Regions from separate parts of the Mus musculus genome. Here region 2 is linked to region 1. A link is a contact called in public HiChIP or PLAC-seq data. All regions are on one chromosome and are shown on one strand. The core of a region is the stretch at or near the end of the contact, and the rest is flanking DNA. Distances in the headings are between cores, read along the strand shown.

Region 1 (4,428 bases), core at 1,121-3,620:
CACATACAGAAAGACCAAAGCGGAGTATGTAAACACATACCCCGCCACACTAGACTGCCAGGCAGACTGGCTTAAAAATAAGACCCTTAAATGATCAGACTACGGCCCTTAAGGTTTCACACTCAAATGACTAGATGGGTGATTTTTGTTGTTTTTGTTTTGTTTTGTTTTTTTCGATACGGGGTTTCTCTGTGTAGCCCTGTTTGTCCTGGAACTCACTCTGTAGACCGGGCTGGCCTCGAACTCAGAAATCCGCCTGCCTCTGCCTCCCAAGTGTTGGGATTAAAGGCATGCACCACCACACCTGGCTTTAGATGAGTGATTCTTGTACATTAGAAAATTTAGAAGACAAATGGAAACAGAAAATAAAAATTGGCCAGTAGATACACCATCCCCCAAATCATACACTGGAAACAGGATAAGCTTTTACCAATGGATGTGAAACGGATCTTACCATTCCAATAGGCAAAATTGGTCCCACCTATAAACATGTACCTACAGAGAAATAAGAGAACACACATACTTCACTGTGAGCCACAGCCACAGGGCTCCCTCTCCCAGTCCTGGGTACTCACAAGTTCACGTTGGCCCCACGGGCAAGCAGGTTATAGAGGGAGGTAGCCAGTGTTTTAGTTTTCACCGTGGAATGGGGTTTACCCCAGTGGTCTAGCCAGCCAGTATAGAACTCAGAATTGATCTGAAAGGGAAAAGGGGTGGTGCTCAGGAGACACTTACAACCTTGAGTTGATGCTGAGGTGTCCCTGTAATGTAGGGAGGGTCCCATGAGGACCTCCAATTACAACAGTATCTATACTGGGTCTCTGAGTGTCCACCAATAGTGACATTTCATCTTACATACTACAACTACAGTCAACCCTCCAAATCCATGGGTTCTGCATTGTAGACCCAACCTATTAACAATCAGAAATATCTGGGGCATGGTTCAACTGGTAGAATGCTTGCCCAGAGTGATTGAAGCCCTGGGTTCCATCTCCAGCCCTGTGATAACTAGGCGTGGGCGGTGCCCACCTGTAATCCCAGGACTCAGGTGGTAGAGGCAGGAGGATTATCAATTCAAGGTACTCTTTTTTTTTTTGGTTTTTCGAGACAGGGTTTCTCTGTATAGCCCCGGCTGTCCTGGAACTCACTTTGTAGACCAGGCTGGCCTCGAACTCAGAAATCCGCCTGCCTCTGCCTCCCGAGTGCTGGGATTAAAGGTGTGAGCCACCACGCCCGGCTCAAGGTACTCTTTAGCTATGTGGTGAGTTGGAGGCCAGCCTGGGCTACATGAGACCATATATTCTAAAAGAAAATGTATTTTTTGAGAAAAACTTTGCATCAGTACTGAACATGTATAAACTCCTCCACCCCTGTCATTATTACCTGAATGATAAATTACTATGACTCTCAGTATAGCATCTATACTGGGTCTGGAACAAGCAACCTAGAGAAGAATTATGCCAAGGACAGGATGTGCAACTTAAATCTATAGGAACCGCATCATCTTACAGGAGGGACTTGGGTATCTCACACCCGATTCTCCGTGGGTATTTTGGGACAACTGGTTCCTAAAGTTTTACCTTTGTCAGTTTTGTCAGCTGGGAATGTCCCACACTCCCTGCCCCTTCCCTCCAATACCAAAACATTTAGTCAGGCAAGGTGGTGTCTTCATAATTAGCAGCTCTGGTCAGACATGGTGGCACATAACTGTTATCTAAGCACTGAGGAAGCTGAGGCAGAATAATTCGGAGTTCAAAGTCAGTCTAGACTGCATAGTTAATCTGAAACTGGAGGCTACCTAGCAAGACTGTATTGGAAACGAAACACAAAACCCAAGGGCTGGGGATGTATCTCAGTGGTAGAGAAATTGCCTACCAGATGTAAGCCCTGTATTCAATACCCGTGTGACAGAGCAAGACAGTGCAGAGGGTACAGCACTCTATAGACCTGGATCTTGCTCTAGAGACCAGGCTAGCCTCGAACTCACAGAGATCTGCCTACCTCTGCCTCCCAAGTGCTGGGGTTAAAGGCGTGTACCCTTGCCTGGCCCATCTTGTATTTTTGATGAGGCTGTTTTGGGTTTAATCAGTATTTAATCCTTTTGATGAAGAATCCAGTGGAAAAGCATCCAATTCTATTCTAGGCCCTGAGGCTCAGATGCCCAGCTAAACTTTCCTGGCTTCTGTTAATCTGCTTGCTTGAGCAATCCTCCCCTGAAGCTGCTAAGAGAGAGAACAGATTTGTTTTGTTTTGTTTTGTTTTTTCCTTTAAAAGCCCCTTGGTCTAAATCCTCAGGGCTACACTGAGGTCACCAAGACCTGAGTGTAGTCCCAGCTAGCTAGAACAAAGACTTTCAACTGGGTATAAACTGTGTCTAAGTGGTTATCTCTGGTAAGATCTGGTGGGCTCTCTGTAACCCTACCCCTAACCCCCTAACCCTAACCCATTAACAACAACAACAGCAAACATCTAGCCCCACATTTATCCATTACGCACAATTCACCCTTTTTGTGTGAATACTGATCTTGAGACCTGCTGGCCAGAAGCAACATCAGTTCAAAGTCAGAATAGAGAAAGGGAACCTGGAGAGGTTCCAGGAAATGGCTCCACCTGCCTGAGCAGGCTCTGCAGTGCAGACCTCCAGCAGAGCCTCTTTTTTTTTTTTTTTTTTTTTTGCAAACAAGGCTTGTTGCAGCAACCTGGAGGGAAGAGCTGCGAATGCAGGCCTGACAGAGGTCCAGGCAGCCCTGGCCTCTTCTCCCAGCAAGCCAGCAGGCTCAGCAGAGCTGCTTATCAAAACTGCAACCTTGCCGCTTCCTGGCTGCTCTGCTCCAGGAACAGTCAGGCCCTCCCAGGCCCAGCAGAATTAATTCCATATTTCAACCAGAGCATCAAGAGCGGGGAGGGGTAAGGGGGTGGGGGGTGGGGGCAGGGTGCAGAAGCTTGCAGAGTTAAGAAACAAGTCTCTCAGCTACAGAAGCTGCTTGGAGGTTAAAAGCCATCCGCTGAGCATGTGGTGACCACACCTTTTATCCCAGCACTTGAGGTAAAGACAGGAAGATCTCTGCGAGTTCAAGACCAGCCTGGTCTACAGATCGAGTTCTATAACAGCCAGGGATACACACAAAGAAATCCTGTCTTGAACCTCCCCCCAGCAACGCCCCCCCCCAAAAAAGTATCTGCTGTTCTTCCAGAGAACTGGATTTCCGTTCTTAGCACCCCACATCAGGCAGCTCCAGGGGATCCTACATGCCATTTTGGTCTCAGAGAGCACCCACACATGTGCATTGTACACAGACATCATCATCACCACCATCACCATCATCACCATCATCACCACCATAATAGTAGTAATAAAATAAACCTTAAAGAATACACATGTGAACCAGATCCTGTCCCAGCCATGTCTAGGCTCCTCAGGTCAGAGCAACTGGCCTTTGCTCCCTGGAGAGGTAGCTCAGTTAGAGCACCAGCCTTCCTTCGGGTGCAGAAAGCATCTGGGTGCGAGTTACCACGTAAAGCTGGGTGTGGCAGTGCACACTTAGTCCCAGAGGCTGAGAATCATCGGAAGCAGGAGTCTCAGGAGTTTAAGGTCAGCCTCCATTACACACTGAGTTCTGAGCCTCTGGGCTACCTGAGATCCAGTGGGGAGAGAGGAGAGAAAAGGAAAAAAACAAAACAAAAAACCAAAAAAACCAAGAGAGCCGAAGCCAGTCCTGGCCAGTCCTGGTTCTCTGCATCTCCTTCACTCGCGTGAAGAGCTTTAGTCTCCAAACTGGAGCACCAATCCAGCTGTCACTCAGGAGTCAGGAAGGGCTACGTTCCCTTCTGCCCCAGTCCCATCAGCTGCTGATCCCAGAGCCAAAAATAAAAAATAAACCACCAAAGATGGACCCATTCTCTTCTGCAGCCTGCCTCCTCCTCTGGGAAGAGCTGTGTACAAGCTCAGTCTCTTCCCCACACCCCCAGTTCTTACCAAAGGTCCTTTAGGTTCAAACTTCCTCTGGACCAGGAAAGCTTGTGTGATATTGTTGCCTGGAAATTTCAAGAAAGAGAAGAAGAGTCCGTCACGGGCATAAGGAGCTAACCAGCCTGCTAAGGTCACTGGTAGGGAATTCAAAAGTTGGACTATAATCCCAAATAGGAATGTCTGAGAAGTGGAGGGCCGGCAAGAGGGCTCAGAGGGAAAAGGCGCTTGCCACCAAGGCTGATAACCTGAGTTCAATCCCCAGGACTGGCATGGTACAACAGGGAAAATGACTGCCATCCGTTATCCCCTGACCTCTACACATGCTCCGTGCCTGGCTCTTGAGCACCCTCCTCCAGTAAAAAGAAATACATGAAAAAACTTTGTCTTAAAGATGTGTTTTCAGGAAGTGACTTAGCCAGGCCCTCCTATTCCCCTGTTATGAATTAATGGCATTTAAT
Region 2 (4,428 bases), core at 1,261-3,760, 150 kb before region 1:
AAGCAGTGTTTCTCCATGGTTGCTGCCTCTGCTCCTGCTTGAGTTCCTGCCCTGATATTTTATTTATACATTTTATATTTATAAATTATTATATGACTTTATTATTTATATTATAATTTATATAATATTTATATTATTTATACACACAGGTATATAGATATATAGTTGTTGTTGTTGTTGTTTTTTCATTAAAAAAGGGAGTGGGACAGTGGTTGCACAAACCTTTAAGCCCAGAACTCAGGAGGGAGAGGCAAGTGGATCTTTGAGTTTGAGGCTAGCAAACTTTTATTTATTTAGCTATTTTGTGGCAGTTGTCTTAGTCATTGTTCCAGTTGCTGTGAAGAAATACCATGACCACAGCAACTTAAATAAATGGAAACATTTAATTGGGGCTGGCTTACAATTTCTAAGGTTCAGTTCATTATCTTCATTTCAGGGAACATTGTGGCAGGAAGACGGAAGTAGTGCTGGAGAGGAGACTGGAGAGAAACACTGGGCCTGTCCCTGTGATGCACTTCTGCCAGCAAGGCCACGCCTCCCAGTCCCTGAAGTGTCACTCCCTGAAGATGAAGCATTCAAATATGAGTCGATGAGAGCCATTCTTGTTCACGTCGCCATAGTTATGGAGGTTGGACCCAGCACTCAAGACTGTTATAAAGAATTTTTGCTTTGGTTTTTGTTGTTGTTGGTTTGTGTTGTTTTTGTTTTCTGGGGGGCGTGGGGTAGAGACAAGGTGCACCCAAGCCTACCCTCAATGACTCAGTGGCTGAGCTGTGTCATCACCAGACCTTTGAAAAGGTTTTGGCCATCATTCTAGCTCTCTCTTGGTGTCTCTGTCTCTCTTTCATGTCCCCTCTCCAAGACTGCCTTTCCCCCTCCCCGTCAATCAATCTGTTGCAGAAGATATGTTGCATGGTGTGATCTTTCCGGTAAACCTTGCCTGTAATCTGCCAAGGTACTCCCATGGCATAAATCCTAACAGTAGTAGTGTTTGCTTTTGAAACAGGGTCTCTATTCCTGATGCCCTTGAACTTGCTATGTAGACCAGACTAGCCTCAAACTCACAAATCCACCTGTCTCTGCCTCTCAGCACACCAGAAGGCAGAGAATGACAGATCTCTGAGTTCAAGGCCAGCTTGGTCTACAGAGTTCTTCCAGGGCTAAGCAGAGAAACTCTGTCTCAACCAAACAAAAAACAAAAATTTGCAAAATTTGAGTGACATTGAAATATGTGAGATTGGCCGGGCGTGGTGGCGCTCGCCTTTAATCCCAGCACTGGGAGGCAGAGTCAGGCGGATTTCTGAGGCCAGCCCGGTCTACAAAGTGAGCTCCAGGACAGCCAGAGCTATAAAGAGAAACCCTGTCTCGAAAAACCAAAAAAAGAAAAAAAAGAAAAAAAAAAAAAAGAAATATGTGAGATTGAAGCCATTCTGGACAGTATAGCAAATTCCAGGCCAGCCAGGGTTTCATAATGAGACCTGTCTCAAAGGGGAAGGGGAGAGAATAAGAAGTAAATTATGAAGATGGGTGAGAGGAGCTGAAGGTATGCAGAGGATGGTGCTCGATTCCCAGAATCCACACGGTGGCTCGAAACCAGGTAGCTCCAGGTCAATAGAGCTGATGCCCTCTTCTGGCCTCCGGGGGCGCATAACCTGCTGGTAAAATACTCCCCATGTAAAGTAGAGTTTCATGCTATTTTTCTTTCTGGGCTTAGCAGTGTTCCAAGGGGCCTGAAATGGGGTGGCCTGTAATAGCCCCAAGGTCCCAGGGCCCTCAGTATTTGTGTCCCTCACCCCTTGTGGAGTAAAGGTTGAGCAATGGCCCAGGATAGGTGCCTTAGTTAATGGTCAGACTGGATCCTAGAAGCCAACAGGCCTGGCCTAAAGTAAACACAAAGTAAACACGCCCTGACACAAAGCTGGGAGGCGGGCGCAGAGGCTCGGCCAGGTGCGAGTGGGCTGTCACGGAAGGAGGCAGTGAAGTTCATTAGCCTCCTCATTTGGGGCAAAGCGAATCCGTGTGGTGACACACAATTGTCTTGGAGGATTTAAGGGGATTTGCCTGAGTGTCCCGGTGGGCCCCTAGCCTCCTCCTAATCCAGTCCACATTTCAGACTACTTAGGAACGCATTAAATGTCAAAGCCGGCGTTTAGGAAAATATCTACATTTCGTATGCAACGCCCGGGTCAAAAGAAAAGCCAAACCGACGAACCTTCCAGCTTTTGGCGCAAGAGGCACTCTGTGTGGTCCCCAGTGTGAATGGGGAGGGCCGCGCTCCCCTCCCAGGAATGCAGTCCTTTCTCTAGGGGAAAATGCTAATGCTTTGTTTCTGCCTTGGCTCCCCCAGGCGCGGGGGCGCCCCCGCACGATTGTCACCGCCACATTAGCATGTGAGCAGCCCCTATCCCCACCCACACCCACACCCCCCCCCCCCCAGCTCAGCCCTGATTGGGGACTTCTGGGACCCGGGCAATGGCCAGCTGCCAACAGTCTTACCACAGTCCATATCTCCGCTGAGACCTCAGGAAGCTAACAGGCAACCCTGCAGGTGGGGAGTTTTCACTCCATACGCGTTGATCCTTTAATATACGAGAAAAAACTTTATTGTAGCTGTCCCACCAAGGAAATCAAAATCATTGGAACAGCTGTGGTCCCGCTGCGATCTGTGTCCTTATCACCAGGGTATCCTGCCCACGATGTGACTCTTCACACGACCTCCAAGCTATTCCCAGCGGGGACAGCCGGGAAGGGGTACGGCCAGCCCGCGGGATCCCTCTGGAAAGCAGCAGAGAGGCAGAGTCTCGGGACGCAACCGGGAATCCGCGTGGAGCCCGGGGCGCCGAGCGCCACCTAGCGGCAGCGCGGAACAGCCCAACAAATTTCTTCACTGATTTCTTCCCGTCATCTGTTCCTTTCCACTTTATTCGATTCTATTGATTTTGTTTTAGTTATTTGACTAGTTTGTTTTATACAGCTTTATTTTACTCCTGTCACTTCCGTGGTTGAGTAAATGTATAAGCCATTTCTATCTTTGGCTTTTTTTTTTTTTTTTGGTTTTTTTCCCCATTGTTTAGATTTTAATTTTTACCATAATAACATTACTCAATGTATTTCATTTGCTTCGGTTCCTTGACTTATCTTTGCTCTGTGGGTGAAGGTTTAAGATCCTCTGTACTCTTCTGGCTCTTTTCTGCCTGAGTTTTTGGGGGTTTTTTTGTTTTGTTTTTTTGTTTGTTTTTGTTTTTTGAGACAGGGTTTCTCTGTGTAGTCCTGGCTGTTCTGGAACTCACTTTGTAGACCAGGCTGGCCTCAAACTCAGAAATCCGCCTGCCTCTGCCTCCCAAGTGCTGGGATTAAAGGCGTGCACCACCACCACCCGGCCTGAGTTTTTAAAGAAAGGAAAAATACTGCTTTAGCTAAGTACTCCCAAGTATTGGACAAGGATGATATTTTATGGCTTTATGCCGAGGCTGGGCCAGGCAAGCATCTATTTGGATAAATACCATTGATAAGTATTTCAGCTGGCATTGTGACAAAGGACTGTCTTGCCTGTAGTCCCTGACTAAGGCAGAAGATTGCTCAGAAGTTTAAGCTTGACTGCATGAAACAATGGAGTGAGAATTTGTCTCAAAAATCAAACGACAGGGACTGGAGAGATGAATCTACAGTTAAAAACACTGGCTGGCTGGCTGACTGCTCTTCTAGAAGAACCGGGTTCAATTCTCAGTGCCCACACATCGACTCACAGCCATCTGCAATTCCAGTTCCAAGGGATCCAACGCCCTCTTTTGGCTTCCTCTGGGCACTGGAAGTAGTGCACAGAATACATGCATGCAAAACACCCATACACAAAATATAAATAAAATAAAAATCAAACAAGGCCAGAAAGATGTGGTTGGTTGCCCGTACCTTTAATTCCAGCACTCAAGAGGCAGAGGCAGACAGATCTCTGTGAGTTGCAGAACAGCCGGGGCTACAAAGAAAGACCTTGTCTTCAACAACAACAAAATCAAATAACAACCATAACATATACTTCTCCAGTTGCTGTAGTGTAAAAATAATAATAATGATAATGACGATAATAGAAAGTCAATTATTGGTCAGTTGAAGGTCAGTCAGCCTTTTAAAGCCCATCTAGGAACCTGCTCTTGGCAAAACACAGCGCCCAGTTCTAGAAGGGAAGCCCCAGAATGAGATTGGTAGGTAGGGTAGTGTAGAGAGGAGTCCAGGGTGAGATGGAGAGTGGACTGAAGGTGTATATAATTGAAGTACGTGGTGAACATCCATGAAATTCTCAAATAATAGGTTAAAAACATTTAAAACATTTCCGTTAAAAAAAAATGTATGTGCATAAGTGTTTTGCCTGGATGTGTGCTGGAGCCATGGAGGCCAGAAGAGGGCGCTGGATCCTATGGAACTGGAGACAAC

Evidence for each region. HiChIP or PLAC-seq counts read pairs in DNA pulled down with a chosen protein or histone mark.
Region 2: a contact with region 1 is called in an H3K27ac HiChIP or PLAC-seq map of embryonic stem cells, with 32 read pairs. The contact joins two enhancer-like sites. A contact is called at or near these places in 1 of 15 datasets of contacts at CTCF or cohesin (CD8 T cells), 4 of 484 Hi-C or Micro-C datasets (CD4 T cells, cranial neural crest, female germline stem cell-derived STRA8 germ cells and 1 more), 12 of 115 datasets of contacts at active chromatin or transcription factors (embryonic forebrain, embryonic stem cells, epiblast stem cells and 5 more) and 1 of 9 other capture datasets (embryonic stem cells).

The regions. Positions count from the first base shown.
Region 1 is chr9:114,434,008-114,438,435 of GRCm38.p6, reverse strand. Glb1 (galactosidase, beta 1) reads right to left here. Exons shown (of 16, transcript NM_009752.2): 7 at 3,977-4,035; 8 at 576-697; 9 at 455-495. Among named protein-coding and RNA genes, the nearest start is that of Gm30254, 26 kb to the left of the region's middle. Within about 2 kb of position 2,370, at least 13 of the 459 cell types and tissues checked have an H3K27ac peak or open chromatin away from gene starts, as enhancers often do. A contact at or near this core is called in embryonic stem cells, where this site is marked.
Region 2 is chr9:114,582,348-114,586,775 of GRCm38.p6, reverse strand. Cnot10 (CCR4-NOT transcription complex, subunit 10) reads left to right here. Exons shown (of 20, transcript NM_153585.5): 20 at 437-902. Among named protein-coding and RNA genes, the nearest start is that of Trim71, 20 kb to the right of the region's middle. Within about 2 kb of position 2,510, at least 138 of the 459 cell types and tissues checked have an H3K27ac peak or open chromatin away from gene starts, as enhancers often do. A contact at or near this core is called in embryonic stem cells, where this site is marked.